Linked DNA regions of Urocitellus parryii: region 2 is linked to region 1. Evidence: chromatin contacts called from public Hi-C data. All regions are on one chromosome and are shown on one strand. Each heading gives the region's core, a stretch centred on a gene start, on an enhancer-like site or on the middle of the called end of the contact. The rest is flanking DNA. Distances are from core to core; before and after follow the strand shown.

The links. A called contact is a pair of places that touch in the nucleus more often than the background predicts.
Region 2: a Hi-C map of liver shows a contact between it and region 1, with 8 times the contacts expected there. The contact joins the promoter of Hs3st3a1 here to the promoter of LOC113197192 in region 1. A contact is called at or near these places in 2 of 2 Hi-C or Micro-C datasets (liver and muscle).

What each region holds. Positions count from the first base shown.
Region 1 is chr7:123,790,455-123,795,424 of mUroPar1.hap1, forward strand. It overlaps LOC113197192 (heparan sulfate glucosamine 3-O-sulfotransferase 3B1), which reads right to left and starts at 3,527. Exons shown (of 2, transcript XM_026409420.2): 1 at 2,974-3,527. The coding sequence starts at 3,527.
Region 2 is chr7:124,436,714-124,442,214 of mUroPar1.hap1, forward strand. Hs3st3a1 (heparan sulfate-glucosamine 3-sulfotransferase 3A1) reads left to right here and starts at 2,591. Exons shown (of 2, transcript XM_026390660.2): 1 at 2,591-3,192. The coding sequence starts at 2,591.

The sequences.
Region 1 (4,970 bases), core at 2,277-4,776:
CTCTCTGGCCAGTGTCGGGGTCAGCTCCGCGCTACCACCTCGGTGGTCTCCATCCAACCATGAACCCTCTTCATGTGGCTGATAGTGTCTCATGAGGACAAGTGGAAGGAGCTACAATCAAATTCCGAGACGTCATGCAAATCCGTCCAGGCCCTGGGCTACTGGGTTAGGCCACTGGCGGGGCTGTGGATCACCCCATTAAACCCATTAACGACGGCTCAGACAGCCGTGACCTGGTTCTCCAACAGATTAGGAGGCTGACCCTTGGGCTCAACCATCCAGGCTCATAGATTTTTGTCTTAAATGCCTTTCAAATGTCTCCCTTTCTCATAGATTCTCATTTTGAGGACTTGTTTAAAACATTTTCGGAATTGCATCTTTCTTTCTGCTTAATTATTATTTATACTCTTCTCCAATTGGCCGCCTGAGCTTACCGACAGCTCAGGTACAATGGAGCTCACGTCTTAGGTGGAGCAGGGATTTTTCGAGGAGAGGGAACTCCATCGAGGGCGAAGGGGGAACCCCAAACATTGGCTCTTAACGTATAGCACCCTGGGTCAGGCGTCCTAACGGTGTTGGGTTTAAAGTTAAAACGGTCACCTTCAAAATAACTGTTAAGTCCACATATTTGCTCAGAATATTTTAAATTAGTTTAAAATTTGTAATTAAGCAGATAGTATTTAAAATATTTAATTTCCTTTAAGAAAAAAAAAAAAAAACGACCAACCCTGCGGCCGCGCCAGACACGCCTGGTGGGACAATCAGGGAACCCTTGCAGTTTGCATCTCCCAGGTCGCGGCCGCGGGCTCTGTACCTCCTATGGTACCTCCGCGTTGCGACAGTCCTGCTAGTCAGTCTTTTTAGTTAGATAGCTCGGAAGGATGATTAACCTAGCGCCTCTGGCGACTTGCCTTAGTCCGCTCGGCCAAATGCAGCCACTCCCAGGGCAGCTCCCAGGCGAGGACCCGGCCCGGCCCGTAGCTCCCAGGCTGCGCTCCCGGCTGCAGGAGCGCGACCAGGGTTTCCAGCGTGACTTTATTCAGAGTTTTTGAATCGATCAAAAGGAACGTGGCAGGTGGAGGGCCGCCGCCTAGGAGATTTCGTGAATCTCCCGGTGGGGGATTTCCACAGCCTGCTCCAGGTGCTTCTAGAACTGACATCAAGGGTTCGGTTATTTTCCTTTCCGTTCCTCCCAACCCGGCCTGCAAGAGTGTCTGATCTCAGAAAATCCCGGGCTGCCTCCGGCTTTGTTGGGCTCCACCTTAGAAGGGCTCTCTAGTTATAGCCTGCCATCCCGCTCCACTCCCGGAACCACCATCCCAGGAGGAGGAGGGGGTGGCTATGGTGAAGAAATAACATCCAATCAATGACAATAGCTAACAATTAAAGAGTCCCCAAGTGCCAGCCAAGCACCTGACTACACCAATGCATTCACTTCCCCCGGCTTTGCGGAGAACCAGTATCATCCCCACTGCACGGATGAGAGCACCGAGGCTCAGAGTTCTCTAGTCAGGACGTGAATTCAGGCGGTGTCTTGGAAATAGTGAGAAGAGCGGCTGTCACGGCTGGCTAAATCTCTAGACTTAGGCAACTCCTGACAATAATAAAAAAACATTAAAGACAATGAGTAGGGGGGAGGACGCGGCTGGGAAAGGAGCGGTTTTAATCCTAAGGTCAGTCACTGTTTTTTTTTTTTTTTTTCTCCCATCCTATCCAGATCCAGAGAAATGCAGTGGAGACAGGAAGTGGGGTTCGGTTAGGTTCTCCCCTTTTGTTTTCTTAAGTCTCCAGCCTCTTTGAAGCTAACCGGTATTGGAAAAATGCCGGAGACTCGAGGAGTAGTGTAGGCTGAGGGATGGTGACCAGAGAGATGGAATGAGGACCAGTGCCTGGGCCCATTAATCAGAAAACCGGGTTTCCGGAGCCTGGAGCCTGTCTCCCACCCCAACCACTCACCCCAAAAGACCAGTAGCTGGAGGGAAGCAATAGGCAGAGGTCGTAATTATGACCTTGGGGCCTCTGTCCCTCTGGAACTGGACTCACAACTCTATTTGAGAGCACAATTTCCGGAAGCCGCAACTTCTAGGCAACCCTCATTTCTTGATCAATGGGCCCGAATATTCTTTGCGCCCTGACTTGAACGGGGGCGGCGGAGACCAGAGATCGTGTCCCTTTACCGAGGCCTGGGAGGCGGAAACCTACGGGCTGTGCCCGGGGCGCTCCGGTTCCTTCAAAGCTGCGCGCCGCTAGGGCGGGCAGGCTGCAGTGCGCGCCTTTGCCCGACAGGGACCAGCACCGCTCCACGCTCGGCGCGCCACAGCCAGCAGAGGCGCAGAGCCACCCGCCCAGCTCACCCTCCCCAGCCCTAGCAGCTCGCGAGCGCGGCGGGTCTGACCCCCTTCGGGTTCCGGTAACAAGAAGGACTGTAACAAAAAAGTTAACAGACTCTCGGCAGCCTTGGCAGGATGCCGTGGTCTCCACCCCCCTCCCCATCTGGGGAGCAGAAGCGGCTCTAGAAGTTGGTCTAGGGAGGAGACTGCTATCCAAGAGGCGTAGAACACTCCTCCCAGTGTCCCTGTCTCCGGAGAGGAAAAAGAAAAAAAAAAAAAAACACTACCAACACTGGATTGATTGATGGGTGACACTGCCAGGGTTAGACGATAGCCCGCTTCCCTAAGCGCTTTTCAATCGCTGCCACGCTTCCTTGCGACGAAGTCGCCTAGTAATTTTTCAGGGCACCACGGACCACTGAGTTCTCCGTAAGAAGTTTCTGTAGGTAGTAGCCAGACTCCAGCAAGGAGTAACCTGGACCGCGCGGGGGCGGGATTCTCGACGCTACTAGCCTGCATTACCCGGTCATCCTCTGTCCCTCCCAGCCATGGTGCCCCCAACCATCTTCCCAACATGTGCCTGGTTTCCCTTCCTCATGGTCTGGGTCGCGGCCGGTGACCCTGGCCCCGTCAAATAACTCACCGATACCAGGCTAGACCCTTGTCATAGCTGCGGTCGAAGAAGTGGGGCTCCGCGCCCACGGCGCGCACGTCGGGATGCACACGCAAGAACTCCAACAGGGCCCTCGTGCCGCCCTTCTTCACGCCGATGATAATGGCCTGCGGCAGCTGCTTGGTCCCTGACCCACTAAAGAAGCTGGAGATGGAGCTGGGGGAGTCAGGCGTTTCGCGACTCTGCTCTTCTAGGCTCGCGGCGCCCTCCACCATCTCCTTGCCAGCAGCCAATGCGGTGGCCGGCGGTGCCCGGAAAGGCAACCTGGGGGGCGTCCCATTTGGAGCTGTGGCCAGGGCTGGCGGGGCGTGTGCAGTGCGGGACCCCGAACCCAACAGCAGTAGCCCGGGAGCGGCGGCGCAAGAGCCGGCGCACGAGTACAGGAACATGTAGAGCCAGACGCAGAGCATGGCGAAGAGCAGCGCAAGCTTCCTCCTCACCGGTGGCGGGGGCGTTGGAGGCTGCGGCAGGAACCGCCCGGGGACATCGAGGCAGGATCGGCCGCCGCTCAGGCGCTGCCCCATGCGATGCCCGCGGGCGCGGCCAGGGACATGGCTCAGCACATGGCGCAGGTCTGGCAGGAGCAGTGAGCACGGTGAGGGTCCCTTGACCCTCTGGAAGCCGGGCTGCTCGGTTTATTGCCCCCGCGTACCCGCGGTTGCCACTCCTGCTGCTGCTGCTGCTGCTCTTCCCCAGGTGGCGGCGGCAGCTGTAGCGGCGGCGGCTCTTGACATGTTGCCCGGGAGGAGCAGCAACTGGAACGGAAAGTCAGAGCAGCGGTAATTGCTGGTAGAAGGGCTGTTATTGCCGTGCCATGACCCGCGCTGGGCCAGAAGAACGCTGCACTCCCGCGCCCTGGTCACTCTGGACGGTGCGCACAACCGCTCGCCGGGGCTGCCTTTTAGCAGTCCAGAGAACTAATCCTTGAGAGCAGCCCCGGCACTTGCCCGCAGAGGCTGCGGAGGAGAACTGCGCAGGAAGGGAGCTGGGGACTGAGGTGGAGTGGGCGGGACCGGTCTTCGGGAGTGACAGGCCGTTCTACCTACCAGAAACCCGGAACACCATGCAAATGCAGGCGCTTTGCCGAGGGCTAAACAGCCAATCTTCTCTCGGAACGTGGGGGTGTGGAAAGGGTTCGGGGCGGTGGAGAGTGGTTGGGGATTGTTATTGGCTGCAGGACTCAAGGGGCGGTTTTAGAGAGGCGGGGCCGGGGACTGGTGACAGGAGCAGATGGTGGGAAGGATGCTGGAGTGACCAGACGCTGAGAGAAGTCCTATTCCATTGAGTGGTGCGCTCCGCACCCGCGCGCCTTTCCGCACTCGCTCCCCGGAGCCAACCATGGCTGTAGTTGCCTAGATGTCGGGACGTAAGTCCCCATCCAGATGTTTCTTAGGCAGGTTCGGGATGTGTCTGTGTTGCAGTCAGGGTTGGAGGAGGGAAAACTGGGAGAGAGAGGCACCAGCTACCCAAACCGCCCATCTCACACCAGAGACGCAGAGACAGGGCCCTTCCCGGAGAGGAACAGATTTAGGAAGTTTGAGGGGGAAATTTGTTTGGAAATCGCTGGCAACTCACTCCTCCTGGTCTTTCCCCCTCATTCTTGGCCAGGCGTGATCTCCCCTGGCCTGCCCGTGAACTGGGATCGGCGTAGTAAACTGTCCTCAAGACAAATCTCCAACCTCCCAAGCTGGTTGGGGAGGGGGAAAGGAAAGAAGGCAAAAATAACAGGGAGATAGAGTCTGATTTTTAAAGTTTCCTGGTAGAAACATGTGAGTTACGTATGGGAGGCTTTATCTGTATATGACTTTGTTGAAAACTTTAGGTTTGAGAAAATATTCTCTCTTCCCTTTTTCCTGAATAAATATTAGAGTCAACATTCACCACCCTCCCCCCCCCCCCAGTTAGGAGACAATGGCTGACATATGACACTGCTTGTTAGGTGTCATTTTTCGCCACCAACTTTTTTG
Region 2 (5,501 bases), core at 1,341-3,840, 650 kb after region 1:
TCTTTAATACCCACATAAAAGAAATACCCATGCTTGCAATGAGAAAGCAGGAACACACCATATCAGATCACATTGGAGCTACAAACAAACTTGGAGCCCAACATTTTCCAGATGAGGAAACCCAGCCATGTTTGTAAGCATGTATGGAATTGCACGCTTTTGGTTTCAAATGGTCTTTGTTTTCTTCCTTTAGCAAAGCAGGCTCAAATAATTGGAGAAAAGTTTGGGAATGTATTAAACTTAAAGCTAGTATTAAATCTCAACTGGTTTGTCAATATCCAATTTTAGGACACAAGAGGATATTAAAGTTTGCAGGATTTGCTGTTCATTCTCATAAAAGTCCAAAGGTCTATAACATCAGAATGTAATCATTGATGGCGGGATGGTAGTTGATACATAAAACCATATCCAGCAGTGAGTACTTTTCTAGCAGGGAACAAATACATCCTTTCCATCCAAGCCCAGAGTTAGGTTCCCCTTTAAAGGCGACTTCCACTTCCAAGGCCAAGTAGAATATCGGAAGTAAAATGAGGGAAAATACATCAAGCCCCAACACTAGGCAACAGGAATTCCTAATGAATTTCCTTACACCTGGGTGGTGTTGCAGCTGTGGCCTCTCCAGAAAACTGCCTCCACAATTTAGAGGGATTGGAATGAAGCTGCCAGGCCACCACCCACATTGCAAAGTGTCCTGGGGAGACAAGGAAGCCTAGAAAAAAAGGAACAAATAGGACTGGAACAAAAACCCCACCTCATGCGGGTTCCACCGGCCACCTCCTGCCATTAAACAGCAAGGCGGTAGGTATCCTTTTCAGACCTGCTCTCTGGGGAGTGTGTGAAGAGGATATAGGGTCAGGGAAGGCAAGAGAAAGAGGAAATCTCTGTTTATGAAAGGGCATTTAACCCCTTGAAGCACACGAGCGCTCGCGCGCGCACACACATAAACACATACACACAACATTAACTAAAAGACATTTCATAAAAAACTGGGCATACGGATTTGGAATCAGAGCTGATTTTAAAAAAATCTTTAATTTTTGTCTGATTTATTTTCTGGTTCACTTCTAGGCTCTGAAGGATCTTGGATCATTCTAAATAAATTCAAGGGAGCCCCCCCCATTTATATATATATATATATATATATATATATATATATATATATATATATATATATATATAAACTTTGTTCGAGGGCCCGCAAAGGACAGCCGTTGCGATAAATTCAGTTTGCCCCAGACAAATGGAGACATGGCTTGCAGCATGATACTGGGCACCGCTGCAAAAAAAACTTCCAAAGGTTCAGGAGATAGAAGGACCAAGGCGATGGGAAGGGGTAAGGGGTTGACCGATGTGGAAGCAGAAGCAGGAGGGAGGCAGATCGCCGGGAATCTGGAAAGGATCAAGGGTGCAAAGTTCTGAGCAGAGTTGGAAAGGTTTGGCAACCCCTAAACGAGCGAGCGGCCCTCTGGGTGGAAGGCAGGCCCTAGGGATAGGACTGGCGCTAGCTGTCAGTCAGACAATCCCCGAGCCCCGGCAGCCCCCAGTTCCGCTGTCTGGAAAGGGGCAAGACAATCGAGAGTGAGCTGGATCAGTGAGGAAGGGGCGTCTCCCCTATCGCCCCCGCCCTCTCCAGTGCCATTGGGCCGCCGCTGTGGAGCCCGCGCCACCTTTTCTCCATCTCACCCCGCCCGCCCGACTGGCCCAGCCCCTACGCCGCGGTCTGCGCCCCATTGCGCTGGTCCGGGGGCTGGTCCCGCCCGGGCCGTTGACGTCACCGCCAAGTTTGCTGCCCTCCGCGCCCCACGTGTAGCTGCGGCGGCCTGGGAGGCGGCAGTGGAGCGCCTGCGAGAACTGGGACCGCAGCCGCTGACAGGTCCCGCGCAGCCAGCCTGTGCCACGCGGCTCACAGGTGGGGCCCAAGAACAGTTTGCAGCCTCCTGGAGCGCACCAAGCTGGGTGGACTGCTCGGGGCGTAGGCCTTCTGGGTCACTCTCGGACAGAGGGACTAGGGGGCACCTCGCACCAGGAGGATCCAAGCCCAGACCTAGAGGGCGCGCCCAGTCGGGCAAGGAGACCAGAGGAAGCAGGGTCTGGGGCACAGTCGCTCAACGCTGTCTGGAGCGCACGCAGCTCAGCGGCCCTGGAGCCGCGCGTCCCTTCTACGGGGACCAAACCCAGAATGCACGACCTCTGAGGGAGATCCGCGGGAGAGGACGCTCAGGATCTGGGCTGAGTCGCACTTCTTCGCCACTATCCCAGCGACTCCTAGGGAACTGGGGCGCGAGCGCTGCCCCCAAGCCTCAAGATTTGGGCGAGTTTAAGACCTAAGACGATGGTTTCTTAAGCACGGCATCGGTCCCCCCCTCTTCTCCCCTTCGACTGGAGGCAGGGATCCCGCTCAGGGCTCCCGGTGCTCGGTTCCCTGGAGGAGCCCGGCTGCCGCCTCCCAGGGTAGCTCGCACCGCCGCAGGGGCGCACAGCCTATGTGGCCTCGGTCCAGAGCGCAGGCCCGCTTAGGGGATGTCATGGCACCTGGCGGAGTACCGGCCTAGCATGGCCCGCGCGCTGCCCCAAGTCGCCTCCGGCTAGGATGGCCCCTCCGGGCCCAGCCGGCGCCCACCCCACCTCGATCGAGCCGTTGTCCCGCAGCATCTTCCGGAAGTTCTTACTGATGCTCTGCTCCCTGCTCACGTCCCTTTACGTCTTCTACTGCTTGGCCGAGCGCTGCCAGACCCTGTCCGGCCCCGTCGTGGGGCTGTCGGTCGGCGGCCAGGAGGCGGGGGCCCCAGGTCGAGGCGTCCTGGCCGGAGGCCCGAGGGAGCTAGCGGTGTGGCCCGCGGTGGCGCACAGAAAGCGTCTCCTGCAACTGCAGCAGTGGCGGAGACGCCGTCCTCCCGTGCCGCGAGACGACGGCGACGACGAGGCAGCCTGGGTAGAGGAGACCCCTGGCCTGGCAGCCAGTCCCGGAGGTTCAGGGGCGGGAAGCAGCGTGGCTGAGGCTCCGCCGGGGACCTTGGCTCTACTTTTGGACGAAGGCAGCAAGCAGCTGCCGCAGGCCATCATCATCGGCGTGAAGAAGGGCGGCACACGGGCTCTGCTGGAGTTCCTGCGCGTACACCCCGACGTGCGCGCTGTGGGCGCGGAGCCCCACTTCTTCGATCGCAGCTACCACAAGGGACTCGCTTGGTATCGGTGAGCGGGCGCAGGCCCTGGCGGGGAGAGTCAGAGCGCAGGGGGGCTGGGCTGGTGGAGACTCCTGAGAGCCTTTGGAACCACTAGGTTCCACATTTCCCTCCCCGCTTCTTGCCGAAGGCAAACCCGACTCTAAGTTGAGGAAAAGAAACCCATTCCTCAAAGTACCTTCTCTTCTGAGGGAGCGGGGAGGTGGGTGTTGAAGGAGGGAGCGAGTGGGAGGGAAATTTTTGTCTTAATAATTTTGGAACTTGGGATTCCCTTTCCCCAAAGCCAGTCTCATCTCTTTTCTCCTGCTCTGTGAAAATATGCGCGTATTTAGCTAAAGGGGGTGGGGGGATCGCCCCCCACTGCCTCCTGAGCCCCATAGTTAGAAACCTGTTCATCATTACTAAGTTACCTCTCCCAAGGAAATCTGTTTTTATTTCTTCTTTATCTTTTGGGCAATTGCCTTCGACTAACACAGTCCTTACCATCAGGTATTTATTTACCTTGACGCTTTGCCAGATAGTTATCCGAGGTGGTAAGTCATATAGAGACACAGTGCAAGTGGCGGAGAGTGGACATAGTTTGGATAATCTAAGTCTCAGCAAGTGCCAGCAACCAGTCACCAAGTTTTAAAGAAGCTTCCTTGGTAATCACTTTTGTTTGGGGCGAGGAGTGAGTTCGGTAAAGGGCTTTTGATATTTATAGGGAAAAGGAACTTTTGTCTCTGGACTAGCAAAAAGTTTTCTAAGGAGCTTCCAGCAATCCTTTTTACAAATAAGGTAGCTAATTTTAAAAGGTGGTGAGGATATGAAAAGTAAAAAAGTACATTGTGGAAAACTCTGAGAATACAGTTTAGGAAATAAGTCTCATTTAGACATTAATGTTCAATTTGTCAATCTCTTCAAATTTAGGCCACCTTTAATAAAGGAATTGGCCAAACTCATAAATTGTAGTGTCACCTGGATTTTGTTTGCCATAAAATATTGACTTTTTTTTTTCTTCCCTCCGAGTACAAGGAGAAATTATGGGACTACATAACTTTTACTTTATAAAGTTTATTGTGTTCATAAAATATTCATTCTTGTTATTTTAACTGAAACAATATTATCAAGAGTTACAACACAATTTACATATACTCCAAAAGTCTGCTCAATTAACCATTCATTCACCAAACAGAAATGGACATAATTTGACAAGTTTATTTACTTGAGGGGTCAAGCACACCCTCAGATTGATTTCAGAAGCCGAATTTATAGTAATTCAGCTCATGAGGAAAGGTTTGGTCCTAAAAATCATATCCAAACATTGAATGCTTTTAAAAGAGTAACTTTCCATTTCTTGGAAAGAAAAACAAACAACCTTCCCTTAATATAGAATATATATCATTTAAAATCATCGGCCACTTAAACTATCCCCTTGTGTTTCTGTCATTTATGTTATATCCTCTGGGAAGTTGTTATAAAAATGACCTGTTGAATCTGGAAACAACAGGTCCTTCTTTTTAGCACAAAGGCAGCTCTGTTTTTTTCATCAAGGACACAAGAAAGAGTGAATAAAGACCCCTAAAACTCTTATCTGTAGCAGCGTGCATTGAATTTGGGTTCCTACAGTGCTAGAAGGGAACACATTTCAAGCCGACAGTCTGAACCATCTAATCTAACATTGGGCTCTGAGGTGCTATTAAATATGGTGAAATATTTAGTACTAAACCCCTTTATTTTCATTTTGCCATATAAACTTTATTTCCACAAAGTAGGATTGTTTCTTCTCACTCCAGCCATGAGTATTTGAGGACACAGTATATCTACAGACCTGGATCTTATTTTCTGTAGAACTTTTTGAACTCATGTAAGACAGGAAGGTTTCAAGGTAACTAGAAACACAAGTATTAAAAAAAAAAGAAAGAAAGAAAGAAATAGTAAGAAAGAAAAGAAAAAGAGTCATAAACTTTGAGGCCTCTCCTTTGGAAACTGGATGCATGCTGTAAAGTAAATCTCTGCTTGGATTGTTTATGCCGGCAGAAGAGTTCTATAAAACAATTTATGGTGGTTACAAAAATAACTGCACAGTAGACTTCATGGTTTGGTGAATTTAATTTTCCAAGTGTTGGAGCAATGTCTTTGTTTTACCATTTGCAACTTTTTTTTTTTATTGAATGCATAAATTTAAGCTTAACTCAATTACATAGAAAACTTTTATTAAAAAAAAAAAAAACCAACCTACGGAGCCTGGATTATGTGATTATTTAATGAAATTTCCCCACAGTTCTCTTTCATCTTGGCTCTGAACTTGGAGTGTAATGTTTGTAAGAAAGACTGAAG